Linked DNA regions of Mus musculus: all the other regions are linked to region 2. The links are chromatin contacts, called in public Hi-C and promoter capture Hi-C maps. All regions are on one chromosome and are shown on one strand. The core of a region is the stretch at or near the end of the contact, and the rest is flanking DNA. Distances in the headings are between cores, read along the strand shown. Region 1 holds the start of Rarres2 (retinoic acid receptor responder (tazarotene induced) 2). Region 2 holds the start of Pdia4 (protein disulfide isomerase associated 4). Region 3 holds the start of Gimap9 (GTPase, IMAP family member 9). Region 4 holds the start of Gimap8 (GTPase, IMAP family member 8).

Evidence for each region. Promoter capture Hi-C pulls out the DNA fragments that hold promoters and counts their contacts. A called contact is a pair of places that touch in the nucleus more often than the background predicts.
Region 1: a promoter capture Hi-C map of liver shows a contact between it and region 2, with 2.1 times the contacts expected there. The contact joins the promoter of Rarres2 here to the promoter of Pdia4 in region 2. A contact is called at or near these places in 3 of 39 promoter capture datasets (cranial neural crest, liver and maxillary cranial neural crest).
Region 3: a contact with region 2 is called in a Hi-C map of B cells, with 9 read pairs. The contact joins the promoter of Gimap9 here to the promoter of Pdia4 in region 2. A contact is called at or near these places in 1 of 484 Hi-C or Micro-C datasets (B cells) and 1 of 115 datasets of contacts at active chromatin or transcription factors (memory CD8 T cells).
Region 4: a promoter capture Hi-C map of pre-B cells shows a contact between it and region 2, with 2.5 times the contacts expected there. The contact joins the promoter of Gimap8 here to the promoter of Pdia4 in region 2. A contact is called at or near these places in 3 of 39 promoter capture datasets (the C10 cell line, cranial neural crest and pre-B cells).

Annotation. Positions count from the first base shown.
Region 1 is chr6:48,569,166-48,574,890 of GRCm38.p6, reverse strand. It overlaps Rarres2 (retinoic acid receptor responder (tazarotene induced) 2), which reads left to right and starts at 2,089. Exons shown (of 6, transcript NM_027852.3): 1 at 2,089-2,297; 2 at 2,601-2,803; 3 at 3,004-3,108; 4 at 4,552-4,647; 5 at 4,832-4,950; 6 at 5,086-5,195. The coding sequence starts at 2,624. The coding sequence ends at 4,939. It overlaps Lrrc61 (leucine rich repeat containing 61), which reads right to left. Exons shown (of 3, transcript NM_177736.3): 3 at 4,169-5,725.
Region 2 is chr6:47,810,025-47,815,897 of GRCm38.p6, reverse strand. Pdia4 (protein disulfide isomerase associated 4) reads left to right here and starts at 2,386. Exons shown (of 10, transcript NM_009787.2): 1 at 2,386-2,681. The coding sequence starts at 2,594. It also overlaps the pseudogene Rpl35a-ps7 and a transcript of Zfp786 not described here.
Region 3 is chr6:48,674,431-48,680,430 of GRCm38.p6, reverse strand. It overlaps Gimap9 (GTPase, IMAP family member 9), which reads right to left and starts at 4,296. Exons shown (of 2, transcript NM_174960.2): 1 at 4,177-4,296; 2 at 1,727-2,989. The coding sequence starts at 2,950. The coding sequence ends at 2,075. It overlaps Gm46958 (a long non-coding RNA gene), which reads left to right and starts at 3,622. Exons shown (of 2, transcript XR_001785233.2): 1 at 3,622-3,896; 2 at 4,407-4,599.
Region 4 is chr6:48,643,420-48,649,338 of GRCm38.p6, reverse strand. It overlaps Gimap8 (GTPase, IMAP family member 8), which reads right to left and starts at 2,105. Exons shown (of 6, transcript NM_001077410.1): 1 at 2,054-2,105; 2 at 1,812-1,932. The coding sequence starts at 1,903.

The DNA of each region.
Region 1 (5,725 bases), core at 840-3,339, 760 kb before region 2:
GACTAGGGGAGGCACTGAAGGCTCTGTGTTGAGTAAGTTGACCACAGTCGCACTCATTGCAGCCTGCTTAAACCTGAACCTCGGAGGCTGAAGGATGCCCAGTGGTTAAGCGTACTGGATACTCGTCCAGAGGACCGAGGTTTGATTCCCAGCGTGGTGGCTCACAACCTTCTGTAACTGCAGATCCAGTTGATCTGATGCTCTCATCTGGCCTCTGTGGACAATAGGCCACGTGCACATGTAATACAGAGACATGCGTGCAGGCAAAACATTCATACACAAAAATAACAGAATACTTTAAAAAAATATTCTAAACTTCATGCCATTGCCTGAATGACAGACTCTGGGGTTACTGTAGCCCTTTGTCATCTTACCAATATGGCCACATTTGAGTAAATCTTTTTCTGCTTTCCCCTATTATTGTTCTCTGTAACTAGGGACTTACAGCTTACTTCAAGAGGCTAGCTTACTGGGCCTGCCAGACACCACACTTTGACCCTAAGGTCTCTGATAACAATCCCAGGAAATGACAGGGACTATTAATGATATGCAGGCGTCCAGGTTTTCCCCATTTTTCTCAAGGTACCCAGAAGTTGAGACAACATTTGGACACATTTCTCTGCCTCCCCTTATGGGTTTCAGAAGCCCATTCTGTCTCAGCCACAGGCTCCTAATACTCAAAAAGCCTATGGAAGACCAGGAGTCATCTCACTTAGGATGCGGACCTCAGGAATGGCTCAGAAAAGCAGCATATGGAGCCAACAAGGCCGGGCAACAAGAATGCATTTCTGGAGGGAGTTTGCTGACAGGAGAGTCTCAGCTAGGGATTTTCCTCACCCAGGAAAGGCATAAGAAAAGGCAGCCCTGGGCAACTGAGGCTGTAAAAGAAAGTTCTTCAGTCCCCTTCTCTGCGGAGAAGGGGAGGGACTTAGTGGGAGAAGGGGCTTGTGAGGAGGGGAGCTGCAACCGGGATGTAAAGTGAATGAATTAATGAAAAATATGAAATAATAAATTAATAAATAATAATAATTTAGTGGAAAATAAAGTACAAGGAGGACTGTAGGACCTTCAAAGCACCCTTTCAAGATCTAAAAATCATTATGTTCCATGTTAGTTTTCTAACCTAATATAACATGGCCTTATTTTTTTTCAGCTTATTCATTTAATGTTGTTTTTGACTGAAATTAAACTATCTTTAGTGGCAATAAATACTCAGAATTAAAAAATACATTTCAAAAAGGAAGTTCTTCAGAGAGCACGTAGTCCTTCACCCCTCAGGGAAAAGGTCCACCTGGCCAGCAGAGATCTGGAAGCTTTCAGCTCCTCAGACAGGAAGCAGTGACATCAGGCTTCTGCACTTGCTCAAGTCCTGAGAGACTGAGCTGGGGAAATGAGCCGGGGTCAGGGGTCAGGTAGGCTGGTCGGGCGGAAGGTGCTAGGTGGACGGGACGACAGCTAAGGAAACACGTCCAGCCCAGCAAGCCTATACATGGAGGCCTGAGAGTTGTGACGGGTCCATAGAAGGGAGGGTCTGCTTGAAGCCTCTGCAAGGAAAAGACTGATGCCAGCCAGTCAAAGCCAGGCCTACGTGGCTGTGAACAAACCCGAGACATCAGGAAAGACATGATAGATGTCTGGTAGGCAGATGAAGGCAGCAGTCAGTGACACAGGAGCTCTCTCACTGGACACACAGGACAAACTGAAGCAACAGACCTGCTGCTACCTTGGTACTGAAGGAGCCTCAGTTTCCCCAACTGTCACTTTCTAGTGGAAGATCACCTGGTCAAGCGGGGATCTGTCAAAAAACGGCTCCCTCAAGTGTTGGCAGTCATGTGTTGAGAGATGACAAAGGAAAGGCAAAGGAAAGACTGGGTTGGGACTGGGATGGAGAAACACCCACTGCTGGGGACAGTTGTCTTGATGGCAGCTGCAGCCTGGTGTGAGGAGGGTTAAGCATCTTGCAGTTCCCACCCGCTCTGGATCTGCTCAGTCCTCCCACGTTTACGTCTTCTGAAAAATATTCAGCCTGCAGTCTCATTTGGTGCTCCAGGCCCTCCCCCTCCCCCTCCCCCTCCTTTGGCTCAATGCAAGAGGAAGGTCAGGGAACTTTGGGAAACAGAAAACTCCAAAACTCCGGACTCTGGGAGAAGGGTCAGTGGGAAAAGGCGGGGCTTTGGGGACCAAGAGAGAGGAGAAAAGGGAGATGAGAGGGTGAGAGGGAACAACTGCCAGGGAGCTGTTCCAGGGACCACACAGAAAAAGGCCTCGCTAAAGCAACAAACCTGATCATTTTCAAGGTACCAGAAAGAGGCTGGGGATTTTGGATATGGAGGGAAGACCCAAAAGGAGGAGAAAATGGCTCAGAAAAAAGGCTATAGTGGACATAACCAGCAGGATTACTTCCCGGGGCTGTTGGCAGGGAACTCTAAAACTTTGTTGGCCCCAAAGTTTCTTTGGAAACAAGGCCTTGCAGAATGGGAAGGGCTAGTTGGATACCAATGGAAGGGGTACTTCAGAAAGGGGCACTTCTGTCCCTAGGAGTAGGTCAGGCCACCACCACCACAGCTCCAAGAACTAAAGCCCACACACCATCTTTGCAGAACCATAGGACTGAGGTGAAGCCATGAAGTGCTTGCTGATCTCCCTAGCCCTATGGCTGGGCACAGTGGGCACACGTGGGACAGAGCCCGAACTCAGCGAGACCCAGCGCAGGAGCCTACAGGTGGCTCTGGAGGAGTTCCACAAACACCCACCTGTGCAGTTGGCCTTCCAAGAGATCGGTGTGGACAGAGCTGAAGAAGTGGTTAGTGGTGTGATTGGGTAGAGAGTGGAGAGCTGCAGCCCTGGAGACCAGTGAATTCCCAGAAAGCTGTACTGGGAAAGGTCCCCAGCCTGCCACCCTCCTAGGCTGTGCCAGTTCTAAGTTAAGGTGTTGGGGAAAAGAAAAGGAGTAACATGCAGGAATTATCTGCTTGCCCTGTCTGTCTGTCTGTCTGTCTGTAGCTCTTCTCAGCTGGCACCTTTGTGAGGTTGGAATTTAAGCTCCAGCAGACCAACTGCCCCAAGAAGGACTGGAAAAAGCCGGAGTGCACAATCAAACCAAACGGGGTGAGTAAGGGGTTCTTGCTGATGGGACAGGCTGCCAGGAAAGGAACCAGAGTCCAGGGAAGCGCTGTGCCCATCACCAGGGACTGTCTGCAAGGAGGGGAGGGTGAAGGGAAGAGAGAAATTTCTCCATCAGAGTGGGTCCTCCTAAAGAAACTTCTCTATGGAGTTTATCCTGTATTCTGGCCACGATACACACAGTTCACTGAAGGGTTTCACAGTAATCAGTCACCCTAGGGTGACACTACTGCTATGGACTGACCTCGGGCTGGTGGTGCGGCACTTTTGAGTTAAAGTTCTTGTTCTCTGACAGTTTTGTGGGTTCACTGAAGGTCCTTGTCCCCTCCCTGGGGTTAAGGGAAGAGACTGGATTATACTGGTGATTTAGCAAGACTCTTGGTTTGTTCAAAATAAATCTCAAAGGAAAAATGTAGATATGAGGCCAAGGTGGTAAGGGCCCTGGCTGTGCAAGCTTGGGGACCTGAGTTTAAATCTCAGCACCCATATGAAAACATCTGGGTGTGGCTACAGAGGAGTATCCCTAGGCTTGTTGGCTGCCAGCCTGACTGTAGGTACAGTGAGAGATTGTCTGCCAATGGAATAAAGCAGAGTGAAGTGAGACGCATACAGGTGTGAGTACACACACACACACACCAGAGAGAAACAGAGACAGGCAAACACCATCTGGGGAAGATTCGTGCCTTTAAACATGTTTGCACATTAACGCAGGCACTTGTGAATACACCCACGTGGTATATTGCCCATGAGCAGTACACATATGCATGCTCACACAGGAATGATACCTGCACAGGTAAAGTACCATAGTCTGCAGGCAAGCCAAGGGTGGCATACACTTGAAATGCCAGCATAGGAGAAGTTAAAGCAGGTGAACTGCAAGTTCTAGACCAGTCTGGGCTACTTCTTGAGACTGTCCAAAGAAGAGAACTTCTAAAATCTCCTATGCCAGGGTAAGCTGCATGTCCATCTGGCTCGCATGTCACCTCGCCCCTTGGATGTAGTTATGTTTCTGCTGCTGCCATAAAATACCATGACCAAGACCAACTAATAATAGGAAAGGTTTATTTTGGCTTAGGGTTCCAGAGGAATAAAAGTCCATCATGGTGGGAGGCAGGGAGATGTGGATGCCAGCAGGCATGGTGGCCAGAGCAGGAAGCTGAGAGCTCACAGCCTTCCTCGTAAACAGAACGCAGAAAGAGTGAATTGGGAGTGGTTCGAGGTTTTAAAATCTTAAAGCCTGCCCCACTGACGTACTTCCTCCATCAAGGTCAAACCTTCAAAACCTCCCCAAACAGCACTACCAACTGGAGACCAAATCTTCAAATATGTCAGCCTATGGGGGACATTCTTATTCAAATCACTACATCGCCCACTCCAGAGCATGCCAGAGGCTAGTCTCCACTCTGACATCCCTGTTCTCCTCCCCAGAGAAGGCGGAAATGCCTGGCCTGCATTAAAATGGACCCCAAGGGTAAAATTCTAGGCCGGATAGTCCACTGCCCAATTCTGAAGCAAGGGCCTCAGGTAAGAAGGAAACGAGGTTAGGGAGAAGCCTGGAGGGACAGATCAAATCTGGGTCTATGGGAGAAGAACAGGAAACCTGAAAAGAAGAGCTGGGTCCCCCCACCCCCACCTCGGGACATTCCCCTGGGGGTTGTGGCGGTGCCTCCCTTCCTAGAACTGCTGCAGCAAACACTGGTTCTAGCAGGATCCTCAGGAGTTGCAATGCATTAAGATAGCACAGGCTGGCGAAGACCCCCACGGCTACTTCCTACCTGGACAGTTTGCCTTCTCCAGGGCCCTGAGAACCAAATAAGCCCTAGACAGGTAAGTGGTTAATGGGGAGAGCCAGCCCTTGGCATGGAAATTGGGTTGAGAAAGGACTTGTGAAACGTGACAAAAGCTAGAATCTGACCCAAACAGTCTCCCGCACCCCCAACCTGGTTTTCCCTTCTTCTCTAGGACTTCACCTTACTCCCTGTACAGCTGTGGCAGCACCCAGCAGGAGCATATCGTCTCCCAGAGACTTTCAACTCCAGGCTAATAAAATTGCTGAGTCTGTTCCTTTCCAACCTTGTGTTGTTCTCCCTCAGCTCAACCTGTACATATAAGGGAAGCTCAAAAAGACTCTGTGTGTGTGTGTGTGTGTGTGTGTGTGTGTGTGTGTGTGTGTCCACACTTCCTGCCTAGTACCAGGAAGCAGCAGGTAGGGCAAGTGTAGGAGCCTTCCACAGGACCAAAGCAGAGGTTCAGAAGCCCCCTCGTATTTGCTGGAGACGAGACAAGTGATAATATGAGCACTGGACTATTTCATAAGAGTAAGCAGGTGGCAAGTAATCTTACCCACAAAGCCTTAGGTTGGGCATTTGAGGGAGCTCAGGCACAGCATGCCCAGAGCCCCTGCAGCCTGGCCGCATGGTGCATTTGCCAGATAGTGACGGGATCTCCTCTCCCTTCTAGAGGCGATCTGGAAAGTGTGTCCTTGAGGCTGTGGGAGGAGGGAGGAAACACCCTTGAGGAGATGCAGGAGTTAGGAGCTCTCAAGAAACGGATGAATGAACAACCTAGTAAGCAGGGTCAGTGACCAGATATAAATAGACAG
Region 2 (5,873 bases), core at 1,137-3,636:
TGCAAGTAAAACTCCTATGCACGTAAAACAAGATAAAAATAAAAATGAGGGGCTAAAACTGGGTCTGGTGACACATACCTTTAATCTCAGCACTTGGAGGCAGAAGCAGGTAGATCCCTAAGTTCCAGGCCAGCCTGATCTACGGAGTGAGTTTCAGGACAGTCAAGGCTACATAGAGACATCCTGTCTTGAAAATCAAAACCACTCTTTCCGCCATCTTGGCACCTGTGGAGGCCTGCTGGGAACAGGACTTCTAACAGCAAATATGTCTGGAAGGCTGTGGTGCAAGGCCATTTTTGCTGGCTACAAGCGAGGTCTCCGGAACCAAAGAGAGCACACGGCTCTTCTTAAAATTGAAGGCGTTTATGCCCGAGATGAAAAGGAGTTCTACTTAGGCAAAAGATGTGCTTATGTGTATAAAGCAAAACACAATACAGCAACTCCTGGAGGTAAACCAAACAAAACCAGAGTGATCTGGGGAAAAGTCACTCGGGCCCACGGAAACAGCTGTATGGTTCGTGCCAAATTCCGAAGCCACCTTCCTGCAAAGGCCATTGGACACAGAATCCGTGTGATGCTGTACCCATCCCAGATTTAAACTAATGGAGAGTAAATAAATAAAAGTAGATTTGTGCTCTTGTAAAAAAAAAAAAAAAGAAAAAAGAAAAAAAAAAGAAAAAAGAAAAAAAAAAAAAAAGAAAATCAAAACCAAATAACCACCACCACTACCACCAATAACAAAACCAAAAAGCAAAATCAAACAAACATAAAACCAAACAAGACCCCAAAAAACAAACAACAAACAAAACAAACACACGTGAGAGTCTAGAGCACCCACTTTTTAGCTCCAGAAAATCTGATGCCCTCTTCTGACCTCTGAATACATCAGGCATGTATATACACATAAACACTCTTACAGATAAAATAATAAAAGTTAAAAGAAATGGAGCTATTTTTGTTTTATGTTGGAGGAGAGGTCATAGGTTTGTGTGTATCTGGTTTTGTTTGTTTTGAGACGAGGCATTACTCTCTTGTCCAGTTTAGCTTTGAATTTCTGGGCTAAAATGATCTGCTTTAGACTCCAAAGTAGTTGAAACTACAGAAAAGAATTATATCAGAATAATAAAAAAGGTAGAACCATCACTGAGTTCTACAGAAAACACAAGAGACTGCAGTAATCTCTTGTGGTTTAACCTAGATAGAATCAATCATAAACCTCATGAATCCAGAGCATGTAGGTTGTGTGCCTGTCTAGTCTTAATTTAGTTTTCAAAACATATAATCTGAACTTCTGGCTGTGGACATGCATGCAGGAATTGTCACAGATACACTAGTAGATAGACAATCCCAATGGACTACTTCTCTAGAGAGAGATCTGCAGGAGTAAAGGAAAACACATATTCAAATTGGCCTAGGAACCTAGCCTAATAGTGCTAAAATGACAACCCAGGGGAGTAGTGATAAATACAGCTCATTTTCTCCTCCTGTATACATCAGAAAATATTGCAGGACTCTCTAAGATTTATTTATTTAGCCTCATTTGTCTTCTACGTCATATCATATGTTAATCCACAGGTGCTAACCCTAATGCCAGTACAGCTTTCTTTTCTGACATGCAAACCTAGTTTCTTTTCCAAAACACTCACGGTTATTTCTAGATCTAAATCACTAGATTGGTTATCTCTCTCTCTCTCTTCAGAAAAATCATAATACAAGGCAACGTTCAGACAAGACTCTGACTTATAGACTTAGTCATGGAGTCCAAGTTGTAATTTTTCTTTTCTTTCTTTCTTTCTTTCTTTCCTTTCTTTCTTTTTTTTTTTTTTTTGCGACAGGATATCACTAAAAGTCATGGGTCTCTGCCTCCACAGACCTGGAGTCAGCCCACCCAGCTCTGAAACAACTAATCTATTTCATATACCTCTCCGAACCTAGTATCTAGGAAAGAAACTCAAACTTTTATATGCTCAACAGAAAAAACAAGAAGCCAAAGAACAGGGGAACAGAGGCGGGATCTCTGATCTCACTTTTTCCCAAAAGTTCTGTCCTCTTTAGTTTCCTGCACAAGGACAGCCTCAGACGGACGAGCCTACACATGCACCCCACCATTTCCTTGAGTTTCTTACACGTGTTCTTCCTGCCAAGCTTGGCCAAAGGGAGCTGACCTCCCAACCAATCCCTCCCCTCGGAGTGCTCAAGCCCCGCCTCCCTGTGCAGGGCTGGTTGCCTTTGTTCTCCCCCGCACTCTTTCCGGACCTGGGCGCTCCAAGCAAACCGAGTGGCAGCCCGTGATTGGTGGTCGCGGCACAGCCAATCAGAAGGGGGCACCTCACACTAGGGCTCGGAGTTTTAAACGCGGAGCTGAGGGGCGCGCCCGCGCGGAGGGCTCAGGCAGCGGGGCGGGGCGGTGTAGGCGGGGCGCCACGGCTCTCGCCCTGATTCGTGCGGGGATTGGACGGGCCGCGGCTTCCTTACCTCCAACCAATCACCGGCCTGAACTTCCTGGAGGCTTTGGTGCGCTCCGGCGTCGCTCGGGAGGTCGGCGAGTGCTCTGCGGTGGCCGGTGTCTGCAGGCCCAGCTCTGCACCCAATCATGAAGCTCCGGAAAGCTTGGCTGTTGGTCCTGCTCTTGGCGCTGACACAGCTGCTGGCTGCTGCGAGCGCCGGAGATGCACACGAAGGTGAGCGGGAGGGCGGGTCGGAGGAGCAGCTCGCGTGGGTTGCAAACCTTGCTGGGGCCTGACAGGGTGCTTCGCTCACACCCCTGCGGAATTAGTGACCCGGTAGCAACGAACTTAATGGAGTTTCAGTGTAGGGCCGAATCTAGGGGTGTGGGCCTCTTTAGTTCCTACCTGAGACTAGGACACGGAGGGACGTGCCGAGTGCCTGGTTCGCAGCTCGTCTCTTTACCCTCACTACTGAGATTTGCCCCTTTGTTGAGTAAAATTTTCTGGAGAATACTCTCGTTTCCAAAACCGGTTTTAGAAAACGGAGGCGGGATGGCCGCTAGTAGGACCTGGAAGAGGCAGTCGCAGATACTGGGCATCTATATCAAGAAGTAGAAATAACTCAGGCTTTGTTTTCGTCTTTTATGGAAACTGGAGCTGCCGTATACAAGCATTTTATTCAGCGCCTTTTTTTGCCAGTCGCTGCACTGTGTTTTGAAAGTCGAGGCTGGTGGTGCATGTATTCTAGTAGGAACAGTATGTGTAACTCATAGACGTTATGCCCGCACCCTTTCTTCGAAATCCTCTACCGAAAACATAAAAACTTTGAAAATAGGAAGTACTAGTTAACGTTGTTCCTAGAGAACGGGTCTGATCGACACCTTTCCCTTCTAACCACTAACTTGTTGCCTACTAGGTTTAGTCTAATATAAACAAACCCCATTTTTAAAGTTTAGTGTGGAGGGGGAATGTGAACTTTATACTCCTAGGTTGAGTAAGATTCCTGTGGATCATTGATTTATGAGTCTTTGCCCAGGTAGGAAAGAGTAGAAATGAAGAGACTGCTGAAAGGGGCCAACTATCCGTCCTACCTATGAGTATATCTTGGCACTTTTGTCCAAACTGACTGAGGGCTCATTTCTTATAGAGACCCAAAATACATTGAAACAGAAAGAGGGCAGAGTCTTCATTTTAAGCAAATTTTTCACTTTTCAAAGCAGAATAGGCTTTGTGGGGGACACATGAAAGTTTGAGAACCAGTGTAGTTTGGTGTATGCTTTAAGAACGTGTTAAAAACTACACGGTTGTGAGACAGTGGTCAGTTTTAGGGTGATGTATGTTTGTTTGTTCAAGATGGGGGTCTCATTATGTAGCTTGGAGCTCATCATGTAGACCAGGCTGGCCTTGAGCTCAAGAGCTCTGCCTGCCTCTGGGCAGGGGTTAAAATGCCAGGAAGTGTGAAAAGTGTGACTTCTTGAGAGGCCTGGGTGAGTGGATTTCAAAGGTTGTTTAGACTAGCCAGTGGTATATCTTTTGGGTCACTGGTGCTGTCTCTGGGGGAGTGTTTGCTCTTGGTGAACCCAAGAATCCCTGGGGTGTCTGGGCCAAAGACAGCCCTCTTAGGCTAGGTTCTCAGGTTTGGTAGGGCTGGCAGTGTGGTTTAGTGATATATCAGTTACCTACCATGTGCAAGGTATTGCACTGCAAAGGGAGGCAGAATGCAGTTTCACTCATTGTGCTTGGTCCATACTAAGTATCATCTCTCCTGATTGAGCACTAGTTAACGTTCTGGTTTTTGTTGTTGTTGTTCTGTTTTTGTTGTTGTTGTTCACTCTTTACTGTTTGAGTTTGGCCTAATGATTGTTTGTTCAGCCAATACTAGCTCCTCGGCAAGGTGGAGTGTGGCCTTGCTGAAGAAGTAAGTACCAGTGCCTGGCCTGGTCAGGGATGCAGTGTCATCATCAGGTGGTTGTAGACAGGATGTGAGATGTTTCATTTGGTTTATGCCAAAAGAGATCGCACCCTTTCAGAAGGTACTCGGAAGTTTTGGATATGCTTTTCCAAGCTGGAATGTTTGACTTTAAAAGTGAAGTCTAATCAGGGGAACGTAGATAGAGTTAAAACAAAAACAAACAAACAAACAAAAAAAAACCTAGTGGATGGAGATGTAAATCCGTGGGAGAGCAGTTATCTCAAATGTGGAAGACCCTAAGTTTGATCTCTATCACAACAAAACAATCCTGAGGGCTGGCAAAATGGCTCCGTGGTTAAGAGTATGTTCTGTCCCACCAGAGGACCTGAGTTTGATTCCTAACAACCAACATTAGATAGCTTACAACTACCTGTAACTCTAGCTCCAGGACAGAGCCTCTGGGAACCTGCACTCATATGCACCTACTTACACATAATTTTTAAAATAAAACTTTAAAAACAGAAATAAACACTCAGAAATAACATCTCACATTAAAATTTTAAAAATTTAATCTGAGATAACCAAGCATGCATGGTTTCAGGTTTTTGCTGATTTTTTTTTTCTTTTTATTTGTTTAAGGTTTGTTCGGGTTTCTGTTGTTGTTTTTTGTTTGTTTGTTTTGAGGTAGAAGTTCTCTGTATAGCCCTGTCTTGGAACTCACTCTGTAGACCAGGCTGGTTTTGAACTCAGAGATCCACCAGCCTCTGCCTCTTGAGTGCTGGGATTAAAGGTGTGCCCACAACCACCAGGCTGGGTTACTTTTTCACTGTATGCATAAGTCTTTCCTGTAACTGGGTAGACTATCAGGATTCCCTTCCTCTACTAGCCATGTTCCCTAGCTTGAAGAGGGGATAAAATTTCACAGTGCTTTCTCTCTAGTCCCTGACTAGAACTGATAGCCTGCAGCCAGGATGAATGTGGATGACCATAAACCCTACCTAACCTCTCCAGCCTCCTAAATGCACAGATGAGGTGGCCACCGGGCAGAAATTGCAATGCATCCTTGCATCCAGCAGATCAAGTGGAGTGGGAAGTATTCAGTTTGTCTCCTAGAAAGCCACTGTGATTAGTGGGCTACTTGTGTAACATACGTGAAGTCCTGGCATTGGCCAGTAGGTGCTTCCTGTTAGGTTGTAGTAGGCAAAGCTCTTGAAGTACCAGCAGCCTTGAGCTTGATGAATTTAGTGTTAAATATTGAGGGTCCCAAAGAATTGGTTGCTGTGAGTACCAGTATATATGGTGTGGATTGTCAGTCATGATTGAGAGTGGATTCAGCCTGGTGAATTCAGATTGAGTGTAAGGGACTAAGCTTGTATCACCAGCCCTCCTGGAACAGCAGCCGCTTGGCTTTAATCAATATCAACAAACTGTGTATTATGACTTAATTCTGGTTCTTTCAAAAAAGTATGTCAGTAGACTAGGCACCATTTTTTGAGTGTCACAGAGCAGAGGCT
Region 3 (6,000 bases), core at 3,047-5,546, 860 kb before region 2:
TCTCCTCAATTCAGAATGCTGCATTTCATCTTCTCTTAAGAAGAGAAAATGCCTTAGGATGTCACAAAAGCCTTGCACATCCCAGCACTTACGGCTCATTCCACACAGACTGCTCACCCACCTATAGTGGAACTTGGAGATCTACTACAGAGCTTCCAGCCTGCCTTCCTAATGACTTACTTAGTTTATATTTAAATTAAGTGTGTGTGTGTGTGTGTGTGTGTGTGTGTGTGTGTGTTGCCTGGCCATGGCTATGTGGGCTGTGAGTGCAAGTACCAGAGGAAGGCAAAGGTATTGGATCCCCTGGAGCTGGAGCAACAGGTAGTTGTGAGCAGCCCCTCTGGGAGCTGGAAACAGAAGTTGGATCCTCTGTAAGAGCAGTACACAGTCTTATCTGCTGCATCATCTCTCCAGCCCCTGTAATTTCTTCTGAAATGAAAGGTAACCAGGCAGAACTGACATCTGAAGGAAGATGACAGCATAAGAGAGACAAGAGGTGAAGAGGACAAGGAAACGTGACCCTGAAGGAAACTGTCACCTCCTGAGACAAAGGTGAGAAAAACTAACCACAGAAACTGTCGTTTGCAGTAACATGGGTGAATCTGGAGGACACTGTGCTAAAGGGGGCAAACATTTCCCATCTCATGTTCATATACAATCCAAAAAGCTCAAGTGGGGCTCGGGGGTGCCCAGCCACACTCGGCAGACGCATCTATAACAAAACTCCGCACCTAAGGCCCGGGGACCATCTCAGAACCAGGAAATCTGCAGTGACTGAGATCCTTTCTCCTAGAAATGATCCCAAAACTTCACCCATGATGCATCAACAATATGTGGATGCCAAAACAAGACCTCTACAAGTTCAACAGCAATAGACATGCTACCACGGAAGGGGAAAGCTCAGGAGGTCTTAGCCCCAAAAAGGAGCCACAGACACGTGCAGCAGCAGGAGCTGCAGGATGTCCTTAGGGGTGGCTCCCCTGACTGATTACCCAATACCAAGTGGTCAGCGCAGAAATCTGTACATACATAGCCACTAAAGAGGCTGAGCAACTTGTATTTATATGTTTATGTATGCATACATGTGTAAAAATAACAAAGAGAAGAGAGCTATTCATTTGAAAGGGAGCAAGGAGGAACATGAGAGGGGTTAAAGGGAGGAAATGTAAGGAAGAAATTAGTTTAACTTCAAAAATTAAAATTTCAAAGTCAGTTGGGCATGGGGCTCATGACTATTAATTACCTTGGTTTAATTATTTACACATACTTACATACATATACATGTATACAGGCACACACATATATGCCACAATGTCCACATGAGAAGCAAGCAATTTTATTTATCAATTATGCTTCAATCAGTCAGGGAATGTAACATGTCACCGTAACCATCTTCAGAAAATACAATATACTACATTAATAAATCATGTCAAATTATAAAGAACCCACCAGAACTTGCTATACCCACCCTATTGCTAAACACTCTACACACTGTACTATATGAAGAAATCAGGCGGGAACTGGGCTGGAAGCTTCCTCCCTTTTCATGTTGCTGGAAGTTGCTATGTAGACTGCTGGGGAAGAAAAGACATCATTAGTCTTAACCAAACTCTATAAACTACAATGCCAACACACCAAGCTGCCCCCCCCCCCCCACCTACAGGGATCATCAGCGAGGACCCAGGAAAAGGTAGTGAGAGAGTGGGAGGGACAAGAAGTCAATCATACTGATCAAGCTCTGAAAACCTTTATTCAGGAGTAGCAATATGAGCATAAGCAAGAGGAGGCTTCAGGGGATGGGGGAAGAGTCTGGGATCGCTCTGAAGGTCAGGTGGCAATCTTGAGGTTCTGGAAACAACGGTCACAGTGTCCTCTTTACCCACATTCTTCCTGTTATGACCACGAATGTTCTGTCAGGATTGTTTATGTAAGCTAGAAAATGTCCACAAGGCAATGGCTGAGGCCATGGCTCCCAGCACCAAGCAAGTCATTAATATATTCAGAACACATTATATGTGTGCTTGTATGAAATTGTCAAAAACAAATGTCGTTAATAAAAATAAATAAATAAAATTTACCACAACTCGTCCCAAAGTTTTGAAAGAATTTCTTTTATCTTTTGGAAAATATACATAAATACAGTCTCTTCAGCCTTTTCCTTCAAATTTCTTAATTTTTCATCATGATTTCTCTGTGCAAAAACAATTTGTGCCGCCTTTCCTTTTTCTAATTTAGCAGCATATTCCTTTTCTATTCTTTCGATTTCACTAGTGAGTTGCTGAGCATAAGTCTCCTTCAGTTCCTCTAGACAATGGTTCAGCCTGCTATCTATGTCCTTATATATCTTGTCAGAAAAGTAGGATCCGCCATTTTGGGCCACCATTTTCTCTGTCAGTTCTATCAGCTGCTGCACTTGATTTTCTTGCTCATCCAGAGCTGCTTTGTTATTAAAGGCCAAGTAACGCTTCCCACACTGGGAGATAATATTATTGAGCTTTTCACCCGCATCACTTACAAAATTATCAAGGCTCTGATCCTCAAGGTCTTCTTTGTGAGTAAACAAGATGATCATGTACTTCAGGGCTGCCTCCCCAAAAAGACCCTTGATCAGAGCGACCGTTTTCTGCTCTTCTTCAGTGTAACGGTCCAGTCGCAAAACCAGAATAATGGCGTGAGGCCCAGGGCAGGAGTAGAGAACGCAGCGGCTGATCTCGAAACATGTGGTTTTCATGGTCTCCTTGGTGTCAAAGAGCCCAGGAGTGTCGACTACAACAAGGTTTTTCCCCTTCCACTCCCTGTATGCTCTCTGGCAGGTCTTGGTAACAGCATTGGCACAAATCTTAGAATCAAATTGACGTCTCCCGAGGATGGTGTTGGCTGTAGCACTCTTCCCATTTCCAGTCTTCCCTACCAGAATGATCCTCACTTCAGTGTCTCCCTGGCCAGCCATGTCAAGGCAAGCTGACTCTAAAGATCTGAATGCACAGATCTTAAGGAAGGAGAAGAGAGGAAAATTACCTATTAGACAAATGGAAAGCACTCCCGATCCTTTCTTTTTTTCCTTTTCTCCTGAAATTTTGCAGTGTTCTATAGTTTTAAAAGGCTGATGATCTGGATATCATTTAGGCTGTTCCTGATGGCATGGACAGGCTGTCTCTAGTCCTGCTACCGCCTTCATGCCAATATTGGAACAGATGTTCCTGGCTCATGCCCAATGCCAGGTCTGGGAAATGAGTGCGCCCAAATCGTTACTGTGCCAAATACCTGAAAGCCCAGGATGACTATAGAGGTCAACAGCTTACTATATATTTTATGACGACCTAGGAGAGGCATTCAAGGACTCAAACATAAAGAAAGTGTAAGGAAGGCAGGGGCAGGTAGGATCTCAGTGAGTTCAAGGCCAGCCTGGTCTATAGAGTGAGTTTCAGGACAGGCAAGGCTATACAGAGAACCCCTATCTCAGACCAAAGAGAGAGGGGGAGGGGGAGGGGGGAGGGGGGAGGAAGGGAGGGAGGGAGAGAGAGAGAGAGGGAGAGAGAGGAATTGTTCATCTCCCCTGCTTTGACTGGTACACAGTTAATATGTTAATTATTACAGTTAAATATCACACTGAAGCCAGAAATATGCTCACTTATCATGTTAATAAACATGAAACAAAACCCCCAAGACAGTTAAAACAATCCTGCATAACAAAAGAACTGGCAGAAGTGTCACCACTTCACCTCAGAGTGTACTACAGAGACATAATAAAGAGAAAGCAACAGACAAGATGCAAAACAAGACTCGGAGCCCCTAGACTACACTGTGGCTTCAGCAGCCCTCCGTCAAGCCAAGGGTCACACAGCCACACATGCAAATCTGTCTGTTGTACAATTAAGAGGAGTCAGCACATTGAGGTAAGAAAAAATGAATTAAACATGATCTGAGTTCTCTCCCAACTCTAACGAACCTGCCTTGGGGGACACAGAACTTTCTATAAAGGGCACCAGGCCCTCTGTGACCTTCCCCACAGACACACTGCAACGCATCAGTTCATCTCCTTATATCTCTTAGCCTCCACCCCTCCCCCCAGCAGCTTCCTCCCTGTGCAGACACAATACTTCCACCCCCATAGATGCTCCATTCGCCCTCCCTCTCACAGCTCCCTCGCTCCAGGTCTCTTCCAGCCAGACTCACCTTCTTCTGCAACAGTTAATGAGAGTTCAGGATCTCTCCAAGGAACCAATTTGACCTGGTTCAAGTTTTCTACTGAACTATGAAGTAAAACTTCCCTCATTCCCTGACAGGAAGTTCTATGGGTGGAGCCAATTGTAGCTTCCCCCCCCCCCCCCCCCAGCCTGAAGCGGGCGGGTACAGACCTTGTTGCCTCGGAGGTGGGGCCACCTGCGGTGCAACTTTCTGACTAGGCTGGCTCCTTTTGAAGAGACAACTGCCCTGCTCTTCTGCTACCTGCTCAGAGGCTGAACCTGTCTTCCTGAGACATTCCTGGCGACCGCGTGCTGACAGAATGGCTCCAGGCACGGAGAATGAACTGGCAGTGGGGATGGGCCTTCCCCCTTATAAGCACACTCTCTTAGTAAACTCAACTCGCGGGCCTGATCAGAGAAATTTTTGTCTTGGCTTCATTATCTTTTCTCACAGTCTAAGTCTCTTTCAGCCCCAGCCTGCCTCCCAGGTGCACCCCGTTCATGTAGGCCGCGGGCCGGCTTACAACAGGAGCCAATGAAGAAACCATTTGCTTTTAAAGAAACAGAAATATTTTCTTGTAATTTAATAGGTGCTTCAGCTCTGTCAAGTTGAAGCCTTTTCTCTGTATGTCTATTATAATGCCAAACGTTTCTAAATATTTTTTTATTATTATTGTTTGGTTTTTTTTTTTTTTTTTTTTTTTTAGATTACTGATGTGTTTATAAAAAGATAACGAGAGAAGGAGGGATATGCTCTATGGAAGGTGTAGTGAGGTATGGGAGGAGTTGTCCCAGCAGTCCCATTCCAAGGCATCACTTGTTCCTGAGGGACCAGCCACACGACGGTATAATATAGAATAGAGTTTATTCAGGGCATGGGGAGGGAAGTCAAGAGGGTAGAAGAAGCAGAGAAACGCAGAGGGGTTAGAGAGTACAGAAGTAAAGGCCAGCCATGGGCATGTGGAGAGAGCGGGGCAGGGGCGAGGGGATGGAATGGGGAAGGGACAAGGGAGCAGATAGCAAGAAGAGAAGAGCAAGAGCGGGAGAAGGGGGCAAGCAGCCCCTTTTATAGTGGGTGAGGCCTACCTGGCTGTTGTCAGGGAATTGTGGGGTGGAGTTTAGACAGAATGCTAACAATTACAGTCTCAGGTAGCCCAACCTACAGTTGAACTCACAGTGTGTGGAGGATGACCTTGAACTGAAAGCTGAGAACCTGGTAATTACTCAGTCCTTGAAGCTAGATACCTCAACAGTTGGAGTTGTCTCAAGATTGTTGGTTCCCAAGGCAGACAAGAGATGGTAGGTAGAGCATTGCCCATACCCTGGACTTCTCTCAGAGAGCTGGGCAGGAGGGTGGCTGCTCCCTACCCAAATCAGGCATGGGCCTACTCAACTTTTTAAGTTAAGAATCAGTTAAGCTTCTGATTCCCTGCCAGAGAACTGGCTTAACATTTGCCTGACTTCAGTCAAGTCTGCATATGCAAATTAGGTGTTTCCTCCCTTGTTCTTTTTTTTTTTTTTTTTTTTTTTTTTTTTGGTTTTTTGAGACAGGGTTTCTCTGTATAGCCCTGGCTGTCCTGGAACACTTTGTAGACCAGGCTGGCCTCAAACTCAGAAATCCGCCTGCCTCTGCCTCCCGAGTGCTTTGATTAAAGGCGTGCGCCACCATGCCCGGCTCCTCCCTTGTTCTTTTGTCCTCCCCTCCCTCACTGAGCTATATAAGCTAGCCCTGTTAAGTCAATAAATGAGCTATCCTCCAATATAGTGCGAGTCCTGAGACTACAGCTGGTGCGTAAGAGCCCTATAGCCCTCA
Region 4 (5,919 bases), core at 856-3,355, 830 kb before region 2:
AGTAACTGCATGCATGTGTTGCATATTCATTTTTTAAGTAAATAAATCTTTTCAAATGAGTCTGTACCCCTCCTGCTGCTTCTTATATACCCACATTTCCCTTCTCCTTCTCATCATAGTACAATAATATGAAGGCCTGTGCCAGGTGTGGACCCCTTAATCTTGGACTTCCCAGCCTCAGATATTTGATGACCTGAGTATATAATGCACTAAGGCAATCCACTGGGCCTGCAAGTAGATGGACAACCAGCACTCCATCCTTGTGGAAATGTTAACTAGTGACTAGAAGTGGTTAGAAGGGTAATCTGGTTTCATGAAACAGTGTCCCCAATGCCCTCACCACGATCACACCACCTTCTCACTCCAGGCCAAAATCTGTGACCTCAGGGTGAGTCCCTTGCAACCAGTCGACAGAGAAAAGGACGACCTGTTTGGCAGATGGTTCTGTACATGTGGGCACCACCAACAGAGGACAGCTACCTCACTGTGGCCAAGGCTTGGGCATCTCTTGAGAACACGTTGGAAGAATATTCTCCCCATGGGGCAGAACTTTGAGCAGCGCACCTTGTTCATTACACTAAAAGAAGAAATGGTCAGATGTGCAACTATTACCAACCCATGGGCTCCAGCCAACCATTTGGCTGGATGGTGTGGATTTGGAAACAACATGGCTGGGAAATCGGTCTGGAAGAGGTGTCTGGAAGGACTGCGAGGAAGACAAGCAAGAGAACTTCTGAATGCCCATCAAAAACTGACCTCAGCAAAGGAAGAGCTTGATCATCAAGCTGACAGGGTGACCCATTCTGTTGGTGCCAGTCATCCTCTTCCCCAGTCACCTGATCATCAGCCAACAATCTCATCACAGTGGCCACAGTAACATGGATAGGGACTATACATGGGTCTGGTAATATCAAAGTATACAGTGCCATCTCTCTATAGCAGGATTCATGGGTCAGCAATTCATGGGTAAAAATCAAATGGGAACGACACTACTTGACCTCAGCAAAATCTTTGCTTCCAGTCCCCAAGATCTTACACTTTGTTAGCACAGAGGTCTTGGCTACAAAGAGCAAAATGTTTCCACCAAAAGACAATCATCACCCTATCCTGGCAGTTGAGTGAGTAAGTCTGTGAGTCCCGCTCTGTCTTCCCTGGATATTGCCCAAGGGTACCACGAGTTCAACCATTGGAAGGAGCTTCTGTGATTCATCCCACATCAAGGTGCAAGTGGTCCCAGAGAAAAGAGATCAGAGAGGCCTCCAGAGCCCAGCGGGGGAAGACGTTTAGTCCTAGACAGTGAGTCAGTCAGCATAAGAAAAGGAGTTAGCAGGTGAGGGCCAGTTTGGATTAAATGTACATAAACTCAAGACTTCCTTCAATACATGACTAACTGGATCTTTCTGTGAAAGGACTGGAAATTGTTCGAAGAGAGAATATAGGACATAGATACTGCCATCTGCTTCTCCAGGAGACCAACAGTCCCAGTGACAACCAGTGACTTCCTTCTGGGAGTCCAACCCCTGAGACACTCCCTGCTGGATCTTGAACCTCCCTGTCTGCCACACTTCTGTCCTCTTCTTCCTCCTTAGGTGTGAAGCCTTTCCCCACAGACCTCCTGGCAGGCAGCTGTTCCACATTCTTTCTTGGGAAAAATACGGTACATCCCTACTGGATCTGGTTGGAGTGACATAATTCCAGCTCTTGAAATCCAACCCAACACAGGGCAGACTGCCTTCCACAGTCTAAACTTATCACCCCCCCCCAAGCTATAATAGACCCCCCCCACACACACACACACCTCTGAAACATACCTCGGTCTTTCCCCCTGTCCTACTGATGCTTCACAGCTTCTGTGCTCTGCCTGGCTTCCTGCAGCTGCTCCTTGGTGGGATGAAGTCGCCATCTCTGCCCTCAGGTCAGTGGAAGCAAATCCTAAAGAGGGCCAAGAGCCACACAAGGAGAGTTAAAGATTTACCAGGCCACCCCAGTCTCCCTGGCAGGAGGATTTCCAAATGTTTCTAGGAAGAAAGAGGTTTCTAGAAGCATGTCTTACATCAGTAGAGCCTGAGAAGGAGCTCAGAGCACATAGGATGAACACGGAAGGGGCTTAGGGAGGGGCCGGTGTGAACACAAAGGCACAGGTCTTCTGGAGATGCCCTTGGGTGCCACCATGTGGCTGTGGGAGCACAGTCATTCACACTGCTACAGACAAAGATGGTAACAGAAAGGCCTACTTGGGTCTTGTCCTAGTAAGCTTCAGCTATGAATGTAACACAGACCTAGAGTCATCTGGGTAGAAAAAAAAAAAAAACAAAAAAAACACGACTGAATGATTGCCTATAACAGACTGGCCTGTGGCCATGCCTGAGAGCCATTTTCTTAATTGCTGATTTATATTAGAGTCCGTCAGGGTGGCCTGTGTCATCCCTCGGCAGGTGGCCCGAGCTGTGTAAGAAAGGCAGCTGAGCAAGCCAGAGGGAAAGGTAAGCAGCATTCCTTCATGGTCTCGGCTTTAGCTCCTGTCTCCAGGTTCCTGCCTGGAGCTCCTGCCCTGGCCTCTCTCCTGCAGATTATCACTTGTAGACTGAAATCAACCTTTTCCTCCTCAAGTTGCTTTTGGTCTTGATGTTTATCGCAGCAACAGAAAAGCAAACTAGATCAGGTCTATTCTTTGCAAAGACCAAAATCGGAAGTTTTTGATGAAGTCAGTTTGGGAGTAAAACCCAGCAGACTTTCCTCTTGGCTCATCCCCACCACCGTCTCCCTCAGCCTGGACTGATCACACAATGTAGATAAAACTACAAAGGAACCATTTGCTTTCTCCCAGAATAAAGTGCTCCCTCATAGATGAGAAAAAGCTTTCCCCCAGCTAGCAAAACACAGAAATGTTTGAACCTGAGTTTTCATATGACTCACAGAACTCACTGTGTCCCAGCGACCTAATCTGATCTGTACTTCCTAAGCAAGGGGCACACTGAGAACAGCATGGTTTCCTTGTTAGAAGTCTAAAGTGACGTGTGCTTATGCTATAAGGATCCTGAAGGATTTGGGGAACAGGGCACATACAGACTCATACACTGGCAAAGAAAACTGCCCTATCCCCCTCCCCCTCCCATTCACTCACCTCACCTTAATAAAGAAGGTCCACTCATAGAACAGTCCCCACCTCCCCTGGGCACCAGGTCAGTGCATAGAATACCATCTAATTAAAATGTTGAGGTGAAAACTATAGACTAGGATATACAGGTGCCTGTGAGGCTGAGCTAAGGGCTAGCAAGCTCTTGCTGCTCCAAAACTGAGAAGCCATGGACTTGGGGGCGGGTCGGGGGGAAGGGCAGGCGTCCTAAATGAAATAATAAGCTTTGGAAGAGTGCTTAAAGTGAAATTAAAGCTTCTCACAACTTCTTCGTGACTTAGCAGGTCGACGATTGGTTTGCTGAATGATTTTGCTCTGCGGCCTTTCTGGTTTGGCTCTAAGGAAGGATGGGGTCTCCTGCCCTCTAGTGGCCGTGTGTAACGACACATGGAGCAAATGAGAACCTGAAAGGTCCCTGCTGACTCTCCTAGCTCTCAGTAGGGACAGGACAAAGTGGGACTATAAACTAACAGAAATTGCATAAGGAGAAAGATGCGGTCATGCAAGGAGGAGTCTACGACGGCCATGAATTGTGTTAGACACAGAGGCTAATCTGTGCGTCACGCACTTTAAGACCAGCACTTGGGAGGCAGAGGCAGGTGAAGCTCTGTGAGGTCCAGGCCAGCCGGAGCTACATAGTGAAACTATGTCTCCAAACACAAACAAAAAAGAAGAGGGAACATTTGCAAGGATCCCACAGTCTCAAGTCAGGGAAGCCGCGGAGCCTGCCACAGTGAAACTACCTATGGGGTGTGAGCACCGTGGTATGTTGGCGAGCCGTGGGAGCAAGGGAGAATATGTGCTGTGGAAACCCCCACTTCCCTTCTGCAGTTGACAGACAGTAGCGGAGGCTACATTTGATGGAACCTGTGAGTGAGGAGGATGATAGCGCACTGTAATCTGGAAGGGTCAGGAGCTACGTTTCCCCCTGGGAGGTTTCTCGCTTTTGGTGTGTGGTGTGAAGACATTCAGGGAAAGTTTTCTGGAGTGCTCTGAAGATCTCCTTTTCTGCCCGCTCCTGTTCCTGTCCTGGTGCTCAGTGCTGCTTTTGAGAATGGCAGGAGCAGAGCATGTGGCTATGATGTTCACCCTGACACTTTCCATTCTGCCAGGCTTTCTTATGCACCGGACCTACCAGAGGAAGTAAAGTTTTACTTTTCCAGAGTGGTGGCAAGTCCTCCTCCACCTCCTCCTCCTCCTCCTCCTCCTCCTCCTCCTCCTCCTTCTTCTTCTTCTTCTTCTTCTTCTTCTTCTTCTTCTTCTTCTCTCTCTCTCTCTCTCTCTCTCTCTCTCTCTCTCTCTCCTGATTTATGGCGAGTTTTGGTTTGTGAGCATCTTTTCTGGGTCAGTTCAGTATAACCAACTAGATAGCTTTAAGTGAAGACTGGGACCATTGCATCCCCGCGGTCAGGGAAGCTTCCTTTCCTTGGGGGAACCCAGAAAAAAGGTGCAACTTGAGTTAATGGGGTACAGTTGGCTCTTCTTTCCCTCCAAGTGCCAGCATTCAGGGTAAATGTTGGCCTCTGGTTGAACCCATAATGCAATGTGTGTCCTTTTATTCCCTATAACTGATCTCTAGAATTGGCCTATGTTTAGTCTCCAGACACTGATCTTAAAAAACTGCCAAGCCTCTCCCCCAGCATAAGTGAGCCCCACCTCTAGTTAACACTAACCAGTTCACTTCATTAACCTGTCAACAACCAACCCTTTGCCTTCGCCCAGCTGTTCTGAATACCTGGGTTAAGCTCTGTGTTGTCAAGGTACAAATTTTCTATCTTGATTCTGCTAAGCATATATGCTTATTAAATGTAGTCAACCTGTATGTTCTTTGGGTTTCTTCTTACATTGTTCAATAGTGTTCACCCCATGTAATTGCTTATATGTCGTTTGTGTGTGGGGGGGTTGCAGGGGCTAGCCTGTATCCATGACTGACTTGGGTTTTAAGTATCTATTTTACTTAGCATGTGGGAAGCACACATGAATACTGAGTTCAGAAGACAACCTGAAGGATTTGGTTCTCTCTTGCCACGTGGGCTCTGGGAATTGAACTCAGGTTGACAACAAAAATGCCTTAACCCACTGAGCCATCTTATCAGCCCTAATTTTATGTGCTTGTTATCAATATATATGTTCTGTATGCCATAGTAAAATATATGTTAAGTGGTATGATTTCATGATAAAGTTTCTCCACTCTCAAAAAGACTTTGATGCTAGTGGCCTATAAATATTCAAGAATGCATGACAATTTTCAGACAAGCTGGGCTGCCTAGCAGAGAGGTTCAGATTAACCAAGCCACCTGGAAGAGGCTGCAGGCTGGGCAGTAAGCTCCGGGTTCCAGTTTTCTCCAGCGGGTGGGCTTTGGGGATGCAGTTGTCTTTGAGTCACTTTTGATCCTGTAAGTAACCCCTTATCCATATGCCTATAAGCAATCCCAATAAAACTCACTGGTTCACCCAACTGGACTCTGGTGGCATCCTTGCTGTGGTCAGTTAGTCAGCTTCCTATGTGAAAGTAGATATTTGTCTCCCCAGAAGTGTCCCATGGCAGACAGTAACAGAAAATGACTCCTACCAGAGTCCCATTTCACTCTCCAAAAAAAAAAAAAAATGACACCTAACATTTTAATCAGTGGAACCCTGACTTCTCACAGAACTGCTCTCTCTTTTTTCTACCCCTGTCATAAGTAATAACTGTACATGGGGGAACGACGCATTCTGTTGGAAGAGAATTCAAAGAGAGGCTGTTTTGTTTTCCAGTTTCTTCTATAATGTGCTTGTCCATT